Linked DNA regions of Mus musculus: regions 2, 3 and 4 are each linked to region 1. A link is a contact called in public promoter capture Hi-C data. All regions are on one chromosome and are shown on one strand. Each heading gives the region's core, a stretch centred on a gene start, on an enhancer-like site or on the middle of the called end of the contact. The rest is flanking DNA. Distances are from core to core; before and after follow the strand shown.

Region 1 (4,998 bases), core at 1,895-4,394:
AGGAAAAAGACACAAAGTAAAAATAGGTATTATTATTATTATTTAAAAAAGAGGCTGAGAGATGGCTCAGCAGTACCTACCAGAAGATCCAGATTTGGTTGCCAGCACCCATGTGGGGATCGAACACTCTCTTTTCTGGTGTCCTTGGGCACCAGGCATACATATTGTGTACATAAATGTTGGCAAAATGTTCATACATATAAAATAAATTAAATCTAGGAGGTATTTTTTAAAAAAGAGTGAGATAAAAATTTAGCTAGATTTGGAATGTGGGCCAATAATCCCTGCATTTAGGAGGCAAAACCTAGCATTTGGTTGGAGGCCAATAAGAGCTGGGCAGCAAGGCACTGTCTCAAAACCCAAGACAATAAAAATGCACATAGTAGTTCTTATTGAAGGGCTAATACAGTAAATCCGGAAGTTAAGAAACACAGATCATATACTACTATAATCTCAGCAACTGGGATACTGAGGCAGGAGGATCAAGAATTTAAGGCAAACTTGGACTACATAGTTAAATTCTATCTCAAAACAAAGTTACTGGCCTGGAACTTAAGGAAGAACACACACCAAGAATGTACAAAACTCTGGGTTCCACTCAAAGCATTGCTGAAAATTTCTTTCTGGTAATTACCCAGTGTCTTAACATGCCTGAGTTTAGGCTGCAGACTGTGTAATAGTAGTAAGAGCGGGTACCTCTTCCAAGGGTATTCCCAACTCGGCTTTCAAGCGCCGCTTTGCTGCTCGCTTCACACCAATGGCGTTGTTCTCTTCCAGCTCGCCTGGGTTACTTAATGGATGACTACAGCAACTATTGGTGAAACAACCTGGGAAAGAGTAATATGAACAAAGAAGAATTTTTTCCCCAATCCTTGAAAGACCGAGGAAAAACTTTCCTAAGTAATCAGATAAATAGAATTTTAAGTTAATTATAACAGGTTTCCAGAAGTATTTTCTAAAAGACATTTATGGGTAAGTTTTAAAGCTTTCTTAATCAAGATCAAAACACAGAGATAATTCAGATTAGATTAGACTCAGTGGATAAGGTTACTTATTATAAAATACAAGTGAAGCCGTGTGCCTGGCTGATTCTTTTAGATGTTGGCTCAAAAAAGTTCAGTCGGATTAAATAGTTCCCAGCAAACTCTACCTTATTCATTAAGTATACCAACCTGGAAAGGTAATTTTAGCATCTGATCTCTGCTGTAACAGGAGCTTATTTTCAGTATTAAACAAGAAGACACTAAAAGCTCGATGTAATAATCCTAAAAGCAAAACAAATATGATTGGTCAGATTTTGCCAGCTATTTGTCTGGTTTTCCCTCCTGAAGTTGAGAATATGATTATTCTCAATCATATTTTGACAGTTCTGCTGCTTCCCAGTCTTCTAACATGAAGTTCTCTGTGGCTGAACCCAGACCATTTGGTATCCTGCTGTGTGTGTGTGTGTGTGTGTGTGTGTAGGATCATATTTTCCTTCAATACCTACTCCTCTCTCTAATCTTCTGAAAGACAGACTTGAGAACTATGATAATATCTATTCCTTCTTTATGATCCCCAAATAACTCTGAAGCCACTTAGTGGAGGGAAATATTACAGGAGAGGTAGAAAGGTAGATTTTACTTGTACACACCATTTAACTGGAATGAAAGGTAAGACAGCATTAAGAAATGAATCTCTCAGTACTTGGGGGGCAGATGTCTGTGACAACCAGCCAGTCAGAGCTATACACAGTGAGACCCTCTTCAAACCCCAGAAGAGAAAGCATTCCTTTCATCTCAGGATTTTTCTTAGCTAAATGTCCAGACAAGTCACTTTATAACAAAGAATACTTTAAGACAGTACCTTTGTCGATGTTTTCATTAAGGTGACAGTTTTTCTTGGTGTCAGCCCCAATTTTATTGTCATTTTCATCAATAAGAATACACATCTCCGCTAGAAGCTGAACCTGTTTTTCATCAAGATGGCTGGTATTTATTTCAGGCATTGTGACAGAATGTCTGATCTGACCTAGAACACTAACACAGAGAAAAGTCATTGTATTAGTTTGACATTCTAACACAAACACTGTTAGAAGTGAAAGTGGACTTCAATTACAACATTCATAAACTAATTTAAAATCCTCTCTAGGGCAGTTTTCAAATGTGAGCAATTTGTAAACTTTCTGAAATAACATCTTGAACTCCTAATGCCAGGATATAAAGAATGAACTTCAGAATCACAGGATAAAGTGATATTTTCTCACCCACTTAAAGATGTTTAAAGTACAAATGCACATCACCGAACTCAAGAAAAAGATCTAGACACATAACGAAGACGCGTTTCCATCTCTTTATAAACCCACGTGGACGTTTACCAACCACAACACCTGCAAAGCACTCTTAAACTAGAAGAAAGCTTAGGGGTAGACCTATTTATTCATTTTTGGAAGAAGACAAGTGAAGTACTCCATACTGGAGGGAAGAACAGATTTTTCTCAGGTCCCTTTTTATAACTCAACTCCCCAAGGGCTATGAACCATTACATTTCACGACTGCTGAATCGCTCGTCAGGGAGTTTCCATGGACAACCCTGAGAACCCGATGGGACTCAGTCGGCCACCCAACGCTTTCCAGGACCAGGCACCCAGCCCCGAACGTCAGAGGCCACCATGGCGAGTCAAGCTGGGAAACCGCATCACCTCAGCCTCATACAGCCACCCACCCTTCTTGGTCCCCTCTCGCCATCCTTCCCCAAATAGAAGGGAGGCTTACCAGAGATTCCGGCTGCAGGTGCTGAGAAGCTGTGCGGAGAGCTGTACTTCAATCCTCTCCGCAGCATGCTCCGCCTCCAGGCCCCGCCCTCTAACAGCATATCCAATCGCTCGCGCCAGTGTCCGTCCGCGCCACATGCCTCCAGCCAATTGCCAATCTAGCACAAGCCTGACGTCACGGCCGCGCCAGGTTAGCGCGCGGTGGCACCACTTGCCCTGCGTGTGGCTCTGAAAGAAGCGCTGGAGGTCTCCAGGAGTGATTGCGGCCCTGGGACCCGAGCGAGGGTGTTGGCGACTCCCAGTGGACAGCTGAGACGGCCCGCACGTCTAGCTGCTCCGCGGTGGGGAAGCTTCCTTTCTGGGGAGGCTTCTTGAGGAGGGTTCGACCTGTCGGTCGCCAGCCAATGGCACCTTGGACCATGCCCGGGCTCGCCAATCAGCTGGAGGCAAGGCTAGGGCGGGTCCCTGACTCTCCTTGAGTGTCTGTGCGTGATGATGTCAGATGCCTTGAGAAGCGCGCTCTGACAACTACAGTTTTCTCACTGGAATTCCTGTGGGTTGGTCTTGATGGAAATTAAGAAAATTCAAGAGATCATTGCTAATGGGTTAGTTTGGAAGCTTTACTCCTGCCTTCTCAACATGTTATTCCGGTCTGTTTCCAGTTAGAAGGTGCTGTAGATTTGCAGCAGCAATAATTCCCAAGGCGTTTTGCAATGTGGAGTAATTGTCCAGCAAAGTTAAATGAAGTAGAGGCCGATTGGGGAACCAGCGTTTGGACTGAATTAATTTGACAGTTGTTAAACCATCGTGTGACAGTCCATTCTTAATAAATTCAGCGACTCAAGTTACTATAAGATAGGAATTTTTCACTACAGATTATATGTGAAGCTTTTGTAAATTTGGTAGCACACGTCTTAAACCACAGCACTCAGGAGACAGAGGCAGGCGGATCTTTGAGTTTGAGGCCAACCTGGTCTACAAAATGAGTTCCATGGCAGCTGGGGCTACACAGAGAAACCCTGTCTGGAAAAACGAATTAATTATTACATATACAATTGGGGAAAAGTTTATGTCTCGAACAACCAAGTAAATAAAAGAACAAATAGGGGCTGGAGAGATAGCTCAGCAGTTGAGAGCACTGGCTGCTCTTCCAGAAGTCCTAATTTCAATTCCCAGAAACCACATAGTGGCTCACAACCATCTGTAATAGAATCTGATACCCTCTTCTTGTGTGTCTGAAGACAGTTACAGTGTACTCATACAGAAAATAAATATATCTTTAAAAAATAAATGAATAAATATAATAACAGTTATTATTAGTTACAGTAGTAATTATCATTATGATTTGGTGTAATTGTGAAAAAGTTAATTTAAGCTATTACCCCAGTCACGTTTATTATTTTTGTAGTATATATGTGTAGTGTATGCATTATGTGCAAGTGTGTGTTCAGGTACATAATGCCTTCCTCTGTTGCTTTTATTAACATTTTACTTTTACAATATTAACATTAATATTAATGTCAACACAATGCTCAGAGGCTAGTGGAGCTTAAAGGACAACTAAGAGAGTTCTCCCAGCAAGCTCAGGTCTTGAGGGTTGGGAGCAGGCGTCTTTACCCACTGAGCTACCTCACCAGCCCCTCCATCCCATCTTTTCATAGAGGGCATCTCACTGAATTAGAAGCTCATTGATTTAGCTAGATTTTTTTTTTAAAGATTTATTTATTTATTATATGTAAGTACACTGTAGCTGTCTTCAGACACTCCAGAAGAGGGAGTCAGATCTTGTTACAGATGGTTGTGAGCCACCATGTGGTTGCTGGGATTTGAACTTCCGACCTTTGGAAGAGCAGTCGGGTGCTCTTACCCACTGAGCCATCTCACCAGCCCCTGATTTAGCTAGATTCTATGGCCAGCAAATCCTCATGTCTCTGCTCCCCAGTTTGCAGATACACACTGACATGTCTGGCCTTTTCCACGGTGCTGAGGATCTGAGCTCAGTCTTCACACTTTCACCCTTTACCCAAACCCTCTTCCCGGCCCAGTGTCTGTGCAGCTCAGGTGCATATTTCCTACGTATGATTTTGTAATATTCTTGGTCATTTGGAAAATATTGAATTACTGTATTAAGCAAGTCTTCCAAGTGTTGACAGATTTCATTATTCATTATCAATCATATTAATATCACCAATAATCTTGAGACTCATTAGGCACCTTTCCCTGGGGGCAGTCTAAGGAGTGAAGCA
Region 2 (5,197 bases), core at 2,016-4,515, 3.5 Mb before region 1:
AACTACAAAGAGCTAGGGCCAGTATCAATCACAACAAGATGAACACAAGAAGCCCTACATTTTGCATTCAAGTTAGAGTCAATGTGGTTTGAATCAATTTGGAGGCAGTAACATTTTGAATGTTCAGTATCAAAATTTATACCCTATTCACTTTCTTTCAACTTTAATGAAACTGTGTAGTCACCACTAAGTCACAGAAAGCTAGCAGGCTAACAAGACAATAAACACTGAGCTTCACTGAGCTTCTCTGTGCTACAGTCACTGTCTACAGCTTTTCTTAGCTATGTTTCCAAAACCAGGTTTTTTTGGGAGGGGGTGGGGGACAGTTGGGGGTTGGAGGGATTGTTGTTTTTCAAGACAGGGTTTCTCTATGTAGCCCTGATGCTCTGGAACATGCTTTAAAGATCAGTCTGGCCTTGAACTCAGAGCTCCGCCTGCCTCTGATCCCAAGCACTGGAACTAAAGATATGAGGCACCATAGCCAGCAAAAAAGAAAAAAAAATTAATAAGATCACATTAATTTATTCAGATAGAAAATGACAAATAAATTAATGGAAAAGGAAAAGATGACAACATATATAATTTGTATATGAACTTGAAAAAATTTTTTGTCAGTCTCTCTACATTAAAAATGTTTAAAGATTCTCCTATTCTCTTGCATGCACTTAAAAAACACCATGTATTATTGCCCACGTGAGCCTGTGCAGCACATGCATACCCTTGCCCACAAAGGTCAGAGGGCACTTGGACCTGGAGTTTTACAGATAGCTCTAAGTGGCTCTGACGTGAGTACTGAGAACCCAACCCAGGCCCTCTTCAAGAACACTAAGCACTCTTCACCACGAGCAATCTCTTAAACCCCTACATGGACTTTAATAGTAGCAGACCTTGCCTTCTATCTACTTTATACAAGCTTTGGTATTAACTAAAACACTACTTGAATGAAGCTTTCCTCAACAAACCCTGGCATAGCTACCTCTCTAAATCTTGTGTAAAACTTTATTTAGGTATTTATTTAAAAGATAGCAACCAAGGAAAACCTACAGATATATATATATTTTTTTATCACTTTAACATTTGCTGAATAAAGGTTACATGAAGAAGGGCTGTAGTGATGGCTCAGCCATCTACAGGATTTGTTGCTCTCGCAGAGGTCAGAGTTTGGTTCCTAGCACGTATAGTGCTTAGAGTACAAGGCCTGGTACATAAATGCTTAACGCGCACATCACTAATACCACGTGATTTGGGTTGATATTTTAAAAGACATTCTTTACACCTAGCGAGGTAAGAAGGAACTGTACGTTTTGCCCCCATGTTAACGGATCTGCAATGTGAAGCTGCATCAGCTCCTGAGTACTGATGCAGTTAAGGCTGGTCTGGTAGCACACACTTATAACCACACTACTGAGGACCTGGGAGGCAAAAAGAGGCAGATTTATAAATCTGAGGCAAACTGATCTACTTAGTAAGTTCCAGGCCAGACAGGCAAAAAAAAAAAAAAAGTAAGTCAAAACCCAGCTTGAGCCAGGTGTGGTATCGCCTCTAATCCCAGCACTTGGGAGGAAGAGGCAGGTGGATCTCTGGGTGTGAGGCAAGGGTGGTGTACACACTGAGTTCTAAGACAGCTGAGACTACACAGAGAAACTCTCTCTCCACAAACAAAACAAACAACAATAACAACAAACGAGAGCTCTATAATAAGACCTTATCCCCAAAACAAAACTAGCCAAAGACAATGACATACTTCTCAGACTTGGGGAAGAAGGTGGCAGATTTCTGTGAGTTTGAGGTCAACCAGAGATACACACTGAGACCATGTCTCAAAAAACAAACAAACAAACAAACAAACCCCCTAAACCCTAAACACACTAGACAGGAACTAATGGCACCCTATTCAAGAAGAGCATGTTCACTTGACATTCTAAACATCATGTTAACCTTTGAAATTTGTGAAAGCAATCTAGCTTACCAAGTGTTGGCAACTAATGAAGGTTTAGCTACCTGTGAATCAGCCATTCCAGACACTTCTGCGCTGGCTTGAGGAGGAAATAAGGAGACAAGTGAAGGAGGAACGATGAAATGTTTTCATCCAGCTGCTTGTTCACTGCTTTGGTCTGGACGCTGCGCTCCAAGCCTTTTGCCAGCTGGCTGAACAATGGCGCTTCAAACTGTTCAAAGGCAGGGTCAATCCCAAGAAGCTCCTCCAGGCCAGTGCATCCTAGGAGGAGAGTCACGTGTAACTTCTTTGTAGGCAAACCCAACAGATACTCTCCTGTTCTCCTCACCCCCAAGCTCATGAACTCTGTTACCATGTGTTAGACACTCTCAAACACTGGCTTTAGTTGTTAACATATAGGATAAATCTGACCCCCACTCACTAGGAGAAAAGAAAGTACTTCATGACAAGAACTCCACCCGAGCCCTTCTTTTTAGTCATTAAAACTACATCTAGTTCTGAAAGTCTCCTCTCACACCACAGTCATTGTCTCGGTTTCTTTACTTTTCTTCCTTTTTACATATTAGTTAGTTTGTGAAATTTCAGATACCATTATTTATAAATACATTCACACATCTAGCAGTATTGCTGTTTCCCACCCCCTTACCAAGAAAACAAGGTACTGCTCGGGAAGCGAACGGGGGGGGGGGCAAGAAAATACAGAACCTCCCCCCCCCCCAACTCCCCGATATCATGCTCTGGGAGCTTTGCTAAGTGAAAGGTGGCTCACCGATGGCAAAGGCGGTGTCCCTGTCGATTGTGGCCGCCTCCTTGGGGTCAAATAACAGAGAGGCAACTTCACGTCTCGATAGGAGGCTGGGATCAGTTTGAGGGAGGGCGAGTCGCTGGAGCTGCTGGGCTAAGGACGTCATCTTGCACGGAGGCGGATGTCTCAAAACACCGGCTAAGAACGAACAGCGTGAAAAGTTTTTAGGAAACGTCAGGCGCCTTAACAGATGGCAGGCCAGGGCTCATGCTCTGGCAATACAGCGCTCAGTCCTTTCGAGGACACAGAAACTTGCTTCCCCGACCCTCCAGGACCCACCACAGCAATTGCGTTAACTACGCCTCCGCAGCACCAGCTTTCCCCAGCTCTGCACCACGACCTCACGGCCCACCCGGCCACCCGTTCCAAGTCACGGCCGCGCCTAGCCGCACCGTGCTCCTCCTCACCCTGAACTCGGAATATCAGCAGGATTAGACAGCTAACAACTCCTCAGATCAGCTCCCACATGGTGCCGGCACTGTCCCGGAACTCTAAAGCACGCCTCATAGGAACTTCCGGCTTCTCACTACGGCAAGAGAAAAGGGACACCTTTGTAGAAAACGCAATACAACGGCCCCGCCTCCGTGACTCTAAGTTCCGCCTATTCAGGCCAGCCATTTAATTCCCCGCCTACTTTCCCCTCTAAGGGCCTGAACCTCAAAGCCCCACCCTCCGCTCGCTCATCCAGTTAAGCTCCGCCTTCCATCCGCACCTCTTTCCAAGACACCACATTTATTCCACGCCCCTCCTTTAAGCTCCACCCTCACGAAAATGTGCTAAGCCACGCCTACAGTACCTCCCCCTTCTTTCCAGAAAGCCACCTATAAGTCCCGCCCCTCCGCTCCTTGGTGCTACAGCTCGCTTCTCTAGGTACCCGACGCCTCGCTCAGTGTTGCTATGTGCCTTCAGGCTTAGGTCTGGGATTCTTTTTCCCCAACCGCCTTTGGGAGCTTTACGGGTGTGTAGCAGGAACCGGTCATTCACGAGATACTTATCCAGCCTGCGAGGGGCTGAAGCGCGGGAAGCCGCGTTTCTAATTCTAATGCTACCCGAGGAGGGCACAAACCTAACGTGAGTTGTAGTTCTCAGTGCAATCTGGTTGCTCTGTAAGTAGTAAACACTCGCTGAACGCAGTTACTGACAACCTTATCACCTTTGCCTTGTCTGCAGTCCTAGGGAGTGGTGTTTTTCTTATTCTGTTATTATTATTATTAGAAACATGACATTTTAATTTTTTTAAGTGAAAATAACTTTTTTCAAGATGGGAGGTGGCGGCTCACTTCTTTAATTCCAGCTCGAGGGAGGCAGAGGCAGTCAGATCTGAATTCGAGGCAAGCCTGATTTGTGGAGTGAGTTTCAGAATATCCAGAGCTGCACAGAGAAACCTTGTCTCAAAAACAAACAAAAAACAAAAACAAAAAATACACAAAACTTTTTTGTTTTCATATTCTGGTTACAGTTTCGTTCCACAACTCTTCCCAGATCCTCCAACACTTCCCCTTCCACCCAAATCCACACCGTTTTTTCTCTTTCTTATTTAGGGTACAAACATACGATGATGACGACGAAGGCGATAGGCAAAATAAAAACAAACATCAGAATAAGACAAAACAAAGAGAAGAAAAAAGTGCCAAAGAAAAAGCTCAAGAAACACATATAGAAAGAGACATACCTGCTTATACACACAGAAAGCTTATAAAAATGCAAAACCAGAAACGGAGATATATACGCAAAGGACCTATAAGGAGGGGAAAAGATGCCCTGACAAAGAATTATGAGGCAAAAAAGGTCCAAAAATGCTACAGAGTTAGTTCAAGTTAGCTCATCTTACATTGTCCATATGGTAATTGGGACCTAGCCTTAGGTTTGCACAGTGAGTTAGCTCCACTGTAGAAAACTGATTTGTGAGTGATTGTCAGTGGGAGATACCTCTGGGTTAGGGACAGGGGCTTGTGTCCTTCCTCTCTCAGTGCTGAAAGCCCATCTGCTCCAGACCTGTGGAAGCCCTGTGCGTGCGTGCTGCCACAGTCTCTTCTGCTGTGTTTGGAAGGTCTTGCTTTCCTGGTGTCTTCCATCCCCACTGGCTCTTTCTATCTTTTTGTCCTCCTCTCCTACCGTCCCCTTTGGCCTCCTTTTTGCCTTCCTGAGGGAGTGGGGGGGGGGATTAGATGGAAACATCATATTTACGACTGAGTATTTGAGGTCTCTCATTCTCTAGACATTACCCAGCTGTGGCTCTCTGTATTTGTTCTCTTCTGCTGCAGGAGGAAGTTTCTCTGGTAGCAGCTAAGCAAGAAATACTGATCTGAGTATAGCAGAATGTCTTTAAGAGCTGTGTGTGTGTGTGTGTGTGTGTGTGTGTGTGTGTGTGTGTGTGTGTGTGTGTGTGTATTTAAAAGTCTCATATATATACTATTGTCTAATATATATATTAG
Region 3 (5,305 bases), core at 1,560-4,059, 3.6 Mb before region 1:
GGAACATGCCTTTAATTCCATCACTCATGGGGCAGAGAAGCAGGCAGATCTTTCAGTATGAGGCCAGCCTGGACTACACAGAGAGACCCTGTCTTGAAAAACATAAAAAGGCATCAGACATCTCATTGGGCATTTGTGGGCACCTGCACTCACACATATCCACACAGAAATAAAAATAAGTCTTAAAAAATACTTTAGAAAGGGTCACATGAGCACCACTACCCAGAAGGGCAGTCTCTGGGAGCAGCAGAAGCTTCCATATTGGATGTCCTGAGACGTAAGAGCGTTTCATGGGAAGTTAAGAGGATGAGAAAACTGTTCATTACTGTTTTGAACACTGAAAACAGTAGGTCCTATGATTTGCTATACTTTAGTGATCACAAAACATGTAGGGGAAATAGAGGATGAGAGCAGCAGCTACAGCTTATGAGAAAGGAAGCCAAAGAATCACACTGAAATATCGGCTCTTTCTTTAAAACAAAAAACAAACACATGACCTTGGACTGAGTGGTTTTAATCCCAGGACTTGGAAGGTAGGCAGATGTCTGAGTTCAAGGCCAGCCTTGTCTACAGAGCAGGTTCCTGAACAGTCAGGGCTATGGAGTGAAACACTGTCTCAAAAAGCCAAAAAGAAAAAAACTTCCCCTTAGACTGGAGAGAGATATTAGCAGTTAAGAGCACTGACAGCTCTTCTGGAAGACTGGGTTTGAGCACCCACAACTGTAACTCAAATACCAAGGGAATAGAAGCCCTTTTTCTGGCCTCTGAAGGGACTACATACATGCTGCACACAAACATGCAGGCAGGCAAACACACCTCCACACATAAAAACATAAAGGCTAAAAATAATTAATTAACCTTAGTCAGATGTGGAAGGTACCTGCAATTCCAGCCCTTCTGTGGATCTGAGTTTGAGGCTAGCCTGGTTTACAGAGTGAGACTCTCAAAGAAGGAGGAGGGGACAACGACGATGAGTAAGTCGAAGGAGAAAGGAGGAGAGAGGGGAGAGGGAGAGGGAGAGGGAGAGGGAGAGGGAGAGGGAGAGGGAGAGGGAGAGGGAGAGGGAGAGGGAGAGGGAGAGGGAGAGGGAGAGGGAGAGGGAGAGACTAAGTTCAGCAGGGAAGGGACGGTCCTAGCCTCCAGCCTGATGGCCCGAGTGTGATCCCCATGACCTACAGCAGGAGAGAGTGACCTTCTGACCTCTGCGTTTGCTTCCATGGCACACACTCATCCATGTGCACACACATAAGAAGAAAGACACTGTAGATATCTGAATCATCTTCTACCTAGTGAAAGATATAAGTAACGAAACGTACTGACAATTTCCTTTTGAAAAACAAACCGCTAGAACTTGCGCTAACAAGACAGCCCAACTGTATATGTGGTTTCTAACAACCAAACCTCAGAAATGAATTCCATCTCTGCGTGGAGTATAGAAGGAACCACAGACCAAACCTCAAAGTAGACTCCCTGAGAAAATACCCTTTCTAAATTAATTTCCCTACCTTACCTGAGCCTTTGTGGCCTCCTCTCTAAAGACCCAACTCTTCCATGGCAGCATCTTATGGAGAATACAAACCAACCCCAAGAGTGCCGTGAGCCTCAGAACCACAGAGCAGCCTGGGGGGCACCACAAAGATACATTGGCATTTGCTGTCTCCCTGAAATGTTCAGTTTATTAATTAATCTGAATTGGGTAATTTGTTAATGAAATTGTCCAGCAAATACTGAAATAATCTTTCTTTTCTTACTTCCTCCTCCTCCCCCCTTCCTCCTCTTTTTTAATAAAGCCCCACACCATAAAGTTCTTGGTGGTCTCAAACTCCAGACTCCCCTCCTGCCTCAGTCTCTTGTGTGCTGGGATTACAACGTATATCATCAGGCTGGGGCTTATGCATGCCAGGCACTCTACTACTGACCTACATCCTTGGCTGGCATCTCCTTTAAACTCCTTTTTTAAAAAGAAAATAGTTCTATGCTTATGTCCAAGGCAGATATAGATTATGTGCTTCCTTTCAGAGATTCCTATTAAATGTAACGTGTCTGTAACCTTTGTATATGGCACATAGTGAAGATGCTGCCACTAGAGCTGGAGAGGCAGCTTAGCCTTGAAAGTGCTACCACTTTTGCAAAAGACCCAAGCTCAGTTCCTAGCAAGGCCACAACCACCAGCAACTCCACCTTTAGGGGAGCTACCACCGTCTTCTAGACCCTGTAGGCACTGTACTTGTGTGTTCATACCCCTCACCCCCAATATGATTTAAAAAATAATAGAAATAACTTAAACTTTTAAATAAAATATAGCCATTTTAAAAGATCAGATTCGCCATGCAGTGGTGGCACATGCCTTTAACCCCAGCACTTGGCAGGCAGAGGCAGGTGGATTTCTGAGTTCTACAGAGTGAGTTCCAGGACAGCCAGGGCTATACAGAGAAACCCTATCTCGAAAAAACCCAAAAAACAAAAAACAAAAAAATAAAAAAATAAAAGATCAGATTCTCTGCTCTTAATTAGAATAAAATCCCATTTAAGCTAAATCTTAATTCGTTTAAGGGCCCATGGGTTCTGCATTTCTAACAGAACCGTATACTGTTTTTTTGGTTTTTGCTTTTTCCTTCAGAGGAGTAAACCAGAGACCTCAAGACTGACTTTTCTTCCCGCTCCTTTGTGTAGTGCTCACCCAGGAGGTCAGGCAGTAACTAATGCCAAAGAAACATCAAATTAGAAAGTGCTAGCGTGTGCGGTCATGCCGCCGTTCAGGCTGCCTGAAGATTAGGAAACTGTTCAAACATCAAATCGCCGGCAGGCGTCTCAGCCCGGGCCTGTGCAAGGAGCACGCTGGGAGTGCTTTGGTGTCCCAGCTGAGGACGAGATTAGGAGCCGGGAAAGCCACCCGCGCGTGCGGCAGCCAGGGGAAGGCTAGCTGAAAGGCTCTCCCAGTTGCGATCGCGTGGGACCTCCGTGGTAAGACCAGGGTTCTACGCCCTAGGTACCAGCAGGGCAAGTGCTCCGGGGGCCCCTCGGTGTCCTCTCGTGCCCAACCGCAACCCACGGAATCCTCTCCAGAGTTCTGGAGAGACTCGCGCCGGGAAGGGGCTTTGCTAATTGCAGGAAGTGAGCACGAGGAAGAAGTGGCAGAGATCAAGAAGAGGAAAGGGAGGAGGAGGAGCAGCAGCAGCAGCAGGGCAGAGCGCAGACAGAGTCGCGCATTACCACGCAAGAGGTTGGGTCCCTGCGATCCTGCTGTTCTCAGGGGTCCTAGAGACTGTCCACCCCTGCTCGGACACTCATCTGTCCTCTCCTGGTCTTCATGGCTTCTCCGGACGACCCTCTGCGCTCAGGTAAAGCGGCAAGGTGCCGCGCCCTCACTTGGGGTGTGACCACCAGCTGGATTAATGAGACTGAAAGACTGAACTTCAGTCATCCCCTGGGAGCGGTTTTTTTTTTCTTTCTTTCTTCCTTCCTTCCTTTCTTTCTTTCTTTCTTTCTTTCTTTCTTTCTTTCTTTCTTTCTTTCTTTTTTTTTTTTTTTTTTCTTTTGGACACCAGGGCGCCAGATGTGTGTCAGGCTGGATGGGAACAGCTGCGGCACGCGTCTTACCTCTCCCGATCCTACCCCTGCGCTTGCCCCTCTGTGAGCAGCAGCTGATCGCTCGCTTCCTGCACACTGCAAGGTGTGCGTGGTCCCTCTCCCCACGCGGAGGCCCGGCCGAGCGCTTTTGTTCTGGGCCACGCGGGTGCCTGGTTGAAACAAGTCAGCCAACCTTTGATAGAAAAGAACATAGGAGGGAGGATTCTGCACCCCCTTCCTTCCAGGCTCTCCCTTGCTTTCCACTCGCACATTTCCTTGTTCGTCTTCTCCCTCCTAGCTTCACTTTGCTGAGATGTGTTTGCTTCTGTGCAAGTCTTAACCTCTCCGAGCCACTATTCAACTATTATACTGTCCACAGAGCCACGAGGCTGAGCCCACATGCGCAATCCCCACCTGTGGAGGTCTCTAGTCCCCGTAGTACATTAAAAATGTGCTTTGATATCTGAGGTCAGAATCTAGATTTTTCTATCGCTTCTCCCTCATTTAAGGAAAATTCCTTTAAACGTCAACGTCCAGGAATCTCCTCTGTCCTCCTGTAATCTAGCTACAAACTCCATCGGTGTTTGTGAACGAAAGGATGATATGTCCCTTTGAGTACGCTAGGTCTTTCTCTGGTTTTGGTGAGGTTGGACACTCTGGTAAGAGCCACACAGAACCAGACTAGACTGCTGAGATCGATGTGATTGCTTGTGTTTCGTATTTCATTTCTTGAGTGGAGTAGGGACAGAGTTCAAGAGCTAAGCCCTGATTACCGGCTTGACCTGACAGAGAAGATACCATGTCTGGCAGTGGCCAGAAGCTTAAGCCCAGTGGCCATTCTGATTTGGCGGCCATTCTGATTTGGCATCTTGGAGTGCTGGTTTGGGAAGGGGGCTGTTTACTAGTGACATCAAAAAAAAAAAAAAAAAAAAAGAACTAAATTATTCAAACGTAGCACGCTCCACGGGCTATCAAGTGAACTGGCCAACCCTCACATTGTTTGCAAGAACAGAAGGGGACTTAAGGGGACAATTCTCTCATCGGGTGCCTGCTGCTATGTATGTATTGTCCTCCTTGTGCTGAGGACTGTATGAATAAGATGTCAAGGGGTGTTTGGTTTTAGTCATGATGGTCCCAGACTTAGTAAATGATACTGGATTCAAGAGATGGAGAAGAGGAGTTCATTGGATAAGGATACAGGTAACATTTGCCTGCGCTGCCTCTCGACCCGACTGCATCAGAGAAAATGGGGGCAGGGACGGGGTGGAAACCAACCAGTTCAGCAGTAACACCAGCATAAAAAGCCTCCGGGAGAGGGGGTTGCTGAAGAGATGGCTCAGTTAGTGAAGTGCCTGCCAAGCAAGCATGAGGTCTTGCATTCTGGTCTCCAGCACCCATATTAAAAGTCAGGCAGAGTGGAACTGCCGTGGCACCCATGCCTTCAATGCTAGGGCTGTGGAGGGTGGGGTGGAGAGATCTCTGGGGCTTGCTGGCCATCAGCTTAGTTCCAGGTTCAGTGAGAGGCCCTGTCTCAAGAAGTAGAGAATGACAAAGCATGACACTTGGCATAGTCCTCTGTCCTCCATACAAACACATGCAAATGTCGGCATACATGTACATATACATTGGACACATGCACAGTAATTGAGAAAGACACCCAAAGTTGACTTCCCGTCTGTACACACATGTGCATGAGCACCTGCACATGTGTGCACTGTACCTATGTGATCATATA
Region 4 (4,999 bases), core at 614-3,113, 5.0 Mb after region 1:
TTGTGGGTAGGATTACTATTCTATGATGAAACACCATTATCAAAAGCAACTTGGAGGGGGGAGGGCTTATTTTACTCACACTCCCCTCACAAATCACTTCATGATTTGTCATAGGGTTTCTATTACTGTGATAAAACACTGTGACAGAGGGGGAAAAAAACTTGAGGAGGGTTTATTCAGCTTACACTTCTATATCACAGTTCATCATCAAGGGAAGTCAGGACAGGAACCCAAGCAGTGCAGGAACCTGGAGGCAAGAGCTGACGCAGAGGCCGTGGAAGAGTGCTTACTAGCTTGTTCGTCATGTCTTCCTCTCCCTACTTTCTTACAGAACCCAGGACTACCAGCCCAAGAATGGTATAGCCATGATGGGCTGGCCTATTTCCCATCAACTACTAATTAAGAAAATGTTCTATAGACTTACCTACCGCCTAATATTAGAGAGGGTTTGTCATGGTTTGAATATGCTTGGCCCAGGGAGTGGCACTGTTTGGAGGCATGGCCTTGTTGGAGTAAGTGTGTCACTGTGGGTGTGAGCTTGAATACCCTTGTTCTATCTGCCTGGAAGCCAGTATTCTGCTAGCAGCCTTCAGATGAAGATATAGAACTCTCAGCTCTTCCTGTACCATGCCTGCCTGGATGCTGCCATGTTCCTGCCTTGATGATAATGGACTGAATCTGTATTCCAGCCCCAATTAAATATTGTCCTTATAAGGGCTGTCTCTTTCATGGTGTCTGTTCACAGCAGTAAAACCCTAAAACAGAATTTTTCTAAATTGACATAAAACTAGCCATCATTGTTCTATATTTCATATTTTATGCTTTCAGTTAAAATCACAATGTTTTGTTTTACTATATACCTCTTATTTTTAATTTTCTTTTATTTTCAAGATTATAATATAATCACACCATTTTCTCCCTTCTCTTTTCTCCTTCCCAACTCTCTCCTATACCCCTTCTTGCTATCTTTCACATTCATGGACTCTTTTTATTAATTATTGTTACATAGTCAATATGTAACAATATGTTATACATATATGTTCCTAAATACACAAATACAGCCAGCTCAGTCTGTATGATGTTATTTGTATGTTTTCAGGGCTAGCTGTTAGTATTGGCTAACCAATGGTATTCCCTGAAGAAGACCATTTCTTTATCGGCTGAATGCAGTCTTCACAGTTAATCAGTTATATTTAGACATCTCCCAGTCATTCATTTAGATTGCCTTTAATTTTTCTATTATACACAACATCATTAATATCTCCCTGTATACAAGAGAGACTACATTTAAGACCATTAGCGATATTTAAAATCAGAGAACGTTTTTATTTACCAATCTTCACATAATAACCTGAGCAGGGTCCCTTGTTTCATGCTGCACGTTTTGCAGTCTTGCAAGCAGAGAAAGCAGCCCTTTCCATTCGGTAAAGCGACTGTGTCCTACTTACTGAAAGACAGGAGTACATAACTAGATTTCACTGGTTCTCTAGAGACATCCTGGAGAACAAAGTATTGTCTTTGGCAATTGGGAATATATTCCACATGTATAACTTAGTGTTTATACGTCCAACTGCCTCTTGCTTTGGGGTCAATACCTTCATCCTGTCTAACGCTAAACAACAACAAATGATAAACAGCTTCCGATCCATTTTCCTGCCCTGCAAGTGAAAGTTCTAGTGAATAGAGACTGCCTTTCAGGAGTAAGGTGTGTAGTTAAAATAAATCCCCAAATTCCTAACTTTCACCTTACCACTTTCCCTTTGTCACTGGAGCTCCTAAAAGTTTGGTATGAAGTCTTCTGATTAGGGCGGGACTCCACGTAGCCTAGCAACCGCTTCCCACTCTCTGATTGGCCGATCTCTGGGCAGCCGCCATTTTCAAATCCCCGGATGACGGCGGTAGCCGCTCTCTGCTAGAAGGCGACTTGCTGCCTCGCAGAAGCTGGCGGGCATTGTGCCCGCCACGATCGGTCTCCTGGGCACTGGGCCACCGCCCCACCAACCCCCCTTCTCCGGACATGGAGCCAGAGCCGGCGGCTCAGAAGCAGCCCCGACCTCGGAGGAGAAGCCGCAGGGTCTCAATGCTCAGCGAGGAACCTGCCGCGGGGCTTCCGGCCGACACACCCGGGCCGGCGGCGAACGAGAGGTGAGGGTGGCGGGAGGTGGGTGAGAGCCGGGGACCGAGTCTGGAGACTCAGGACGGGATGGACTGGACGGTGGGTGACCAAGGACTGGCAGTGCAGTAGGGGAGGTTGGGGAAGGCCGGGCAGAAATGCCGCGGGAGGAGAGTGCGCTGCCCGGCGGGCTGCACCGAGGGCTGCACAGCGACTGCTCGGCCCTGCGTAGAAGGGGTGGACTCGTTGGACTTGTTGACAATCTCCTTTAACCCCGTCCCTGGGGAACCGTACATCTGCACCAGAGCTGTTCTCTACCAGAAACTAGTTGTGGATGCAGGCGCTCAGATCAAGACTGTCGTGGACCCTGTGATGAGAAGAGGAATTGTCACCTGAACAGATACCAACCCTTTCAGCCTAAAAGCGGCTGTTCAAATGAAATGTCCTTTGCAGACCAGAACAGGACAGGCTCCTGGAATGAAGAGATCAGAGAAAGACTCTTTCTGGCTTTTCAGTTATTAGCACATTTTCACATTCTGTGTTGTATCTTCATTTCTATGTGTCTGGGAAAGGCAAACACTAGGTTGATTTCAGAAATCTGTGTCTGGAAGAGAGGCTGTGGGAGTCATAATATTTTTATTAAATAGGAAATTGAAATGGCATTTGTCTGGACTACTCTGTCATTCTTTTGCCCTTCGAAATATGAGAAATGGTCTCAAAGTACTGAATGCAATGGTTTCCCATTATAACGTTAGACATTGAGTTACAAAGTATGTAACTTTGTTCAAATCTACGTCTACATAGTGAGTTTATGATAGTGTCTGCCTCATATAAGGCACTGTGTGAACATCAGTACTTATCATGGGCCTCGGCAGAAAACTCGGCAGAAATCTTGTCTGTCAGTTTTAAATCTGTTAAAGTAACAGTGCTGTGTCTGCTCCATCTTTTCAGACATCCCCATGGTCCACTTGACATGATTTCAGGGTTTTTTTGGTTTTGTTTCTGAGACAAGTTCTCACTGTGTAACTTGGTTACCCCAGAACTCACTACCTGTGTAGAGACGCTGGCCACAAACTCATATTGTACTTCTGTACCAGAGCTGTTCTCCATGGAAACTGGTGGACTGTAGGTGGTCTTACATCCATAGGACTATTGGTGAGAAGAGGAATTGTCACCAAGCAGGCTCCAAACCGTTCTGCCTAAAAACTGGTCTTTCTTCCTTAGCCTCCCCCTGTTCTCGGATTGCAGTGTGAACCTCGACGCCCAGGTCATTTGATAGGATGTTAAATTAATCTTTTATATAGCTTATAATCTAATCATGACAAATGGTTTTGAGGAAAAAGCAAACACCTTACTTTCATTATCAAGGCATGGGCAAACCCATTGTATTAAGTAACTCTATAAAGAGCTAGATTCTTTCAGTTAGTACTGATTTTTATGAGTTTGAAGTTTAAGGCAATATTTACCAGAATTCTTGCCTTCTGAAACTTCCTCTCTTCCAATCAGACCGTGTGTTTAAGAAGTCAGAGTGCAGAAAGAAGGCATCTTTGAGACTGAGAATTACAAGAATTAGGATGGGCTAGTGAAGGAGCAGAAAAGGAGGACTTCCTGAAGATGAACAGAAGCAGTGCTTCATTCCACGTGTGCTCAGTGTAATACAGTTGCACCTGCCCTAGCATCAGACACTGTTGAGGATGATGGGGATTCAGGTGAACAAAAGCAGATGGAGCGCTTGCTCTCAGGAACCTTAGATTCTCTTGGGAGGCGTTGGTCACATCATGCAGTGAATTTAAGCCTTTTTGATTCTGTGCAGAAGAGGAAAGATTCTAGGGCCCAGAGTTGGTAGATGACTCCAAGGAAACAGTATCCTCCAGACATAAGAGCACTGATGCACATCTAAACTTACAGAGATTGAAGGAATGCACAAGACCTGCAACAGGTTCAAACCAGACAAGATCCTAGCACTGAGAATGGGAGAGTTGACACACCATCCCACTCAGAACCAAGAAGCTGTTTGCAATTGATACCTCCTGGGAAAAGGAAAATTGTTGTTTTGTTTTGTTCCAGTGGAGTATTGGTATATCAACCACACTCCAGAGCAAGGCCCATGCCCAGGTGTCTTGGTCACTGATCCATTTTTGTGAAGAGACACCATAATCGAGGCAAAACTTAAAGAAAAGGTTTAACTGAGCCTGGCTTACAGTTTCAGAGGGTAGTCCATTATTATCATCATCATGGGACGCATGTAAGCAGACATGGTGCTAGAGAAGTAGCCAGAGCGCTTTATCCCCATCTGCAGGCAGAAGACAGTCTGACAGGGCCTGGCATGGGCTTTTGAAACCCCAAAATTCATCCCCAGTGACATACTCCTTCAACAAGGCCACACCTCTTAATCCTTCTAATCCTTTTCAAGAGTTTGCATTCAAATATATAAGCCTATAGGTGTTGTCTTATTTTCAAAACTTACTTTAATAAGGGTTCTTAAATGCTTCAACCTCCATTCTAACCTACCACCCACCAGAAGTAATGAAAAGGTTAATAGGGCAAAGGCAGATGTAGACCTGTTTAGAAGGGGTGATTCCAATCTTCAATGTCAGGATATCTGTAGCTCAGTTCTCATGAATCAGCAGTGGTAGCTGGATCCACTGGCAAACACCGTTCACGAATTAACAAGGGCTGTTTGATCCAGAGGAAACCATGAGGCTTTGCCAGTCGCCAGTCAGCCCAAGTCCAAGGAAGCTGCAAGAAGCCATGGAAATATCATGAGAAGTTCTTTGGTGAATTTCTCTCTACAAAGTCATGACAAGCAGTAACCAGTGAAGAAAGCAAAACAAAACCATGGTGGAGTGTCATCCACTGTCTGTTGCATTATAAATATACACTTTC

What was found. Promoter capture Hi-C pulls out the DNA fragments that hold promoters and counts their contacts.
Region 2: a promoter capture Hi-C map of pre-B cells shows a contact between it and region 1. The contact joins the promoter of Heatr1 here to the promoter of Idi1 in region 1. A contact is called at or near these places in 3 of 39 promoter capture datasets (the C10 cell line, cranial neural crest and pre-B cells) and 1 of 484 Hi-C or Micro-C datasets (B cells).
Region 3: a contact with region 1 is called in a promoter capture Hi-C map of pre-B cells. The contact joins the promoter of Edaradd here to the promoter of Idi1 in region 1. A contact is called at or near these places in 2 of 39 promoter capture datasets (cranial neural crest and pre-B cells).
Region 4: a promoter capture Hi-C map of pre-B cells shows a contact between it and region 1. The contact joins the promoter of Net1 here to the promoter of Idi1 in region 1. A contact is called at or near these places in 1 of 39 promoter capture datasets (pre-B cells) and 2 of 484 Hi-C or Micro-C datasets (B cells and CD4 T cells).

The regions. Positions count from the first base shown.
Region 1 is chr13:8,883,752-8,888,749 of GRCm38.p6, reverse strand. It overlaps Idi1 (isopentenyl-diphosphate delta isomerase), which reads right to left and starts at 3,144. Exons shown (of 5, transcript NM_145360.2): 1 at 2,754-3,144; 2 at 1,846-2,018; 3 at 1,173-1,265; 4 at 697-827. The coding sequence starts at 2,890.
Region 2 is chr13:12,393,443-12,398,639 of GRCm38.p6, reverse strand. It overlaps Heatr1 (HEAT repeat containing 1), which reads right to left and starts at 3,265. Exons shown (of 45, transcript NM_144835.4): 1 at 3,170-3,265; 2 at 2,727-2,900; 3 at 2,002-2,218. The coding sequence starts at 2,868.
Region 3 is chr13:12,517,954-12,523,258 of GRCm38.p6, reverse strand. Edaradd (EDAR (ectodysplasin-A receptor)-associated death domain) reads left to right here and starts at 2,809. Exons shown (of 6, transcript NM_133643.4): 1 at 2,809-3,341. The coding sequence starts at 3,311.
Region 4 is chr13:3,915,084-3,920,082 of GRCm38.p6, reverse strand. Net1 (neuroepithelial cell transforming gene 1) reads left to right here and starts at 1,863. Exons shown (of 12, transcript NM_019671.3): 1 at 1,863-2,145. The coding sequence starts at 2,018.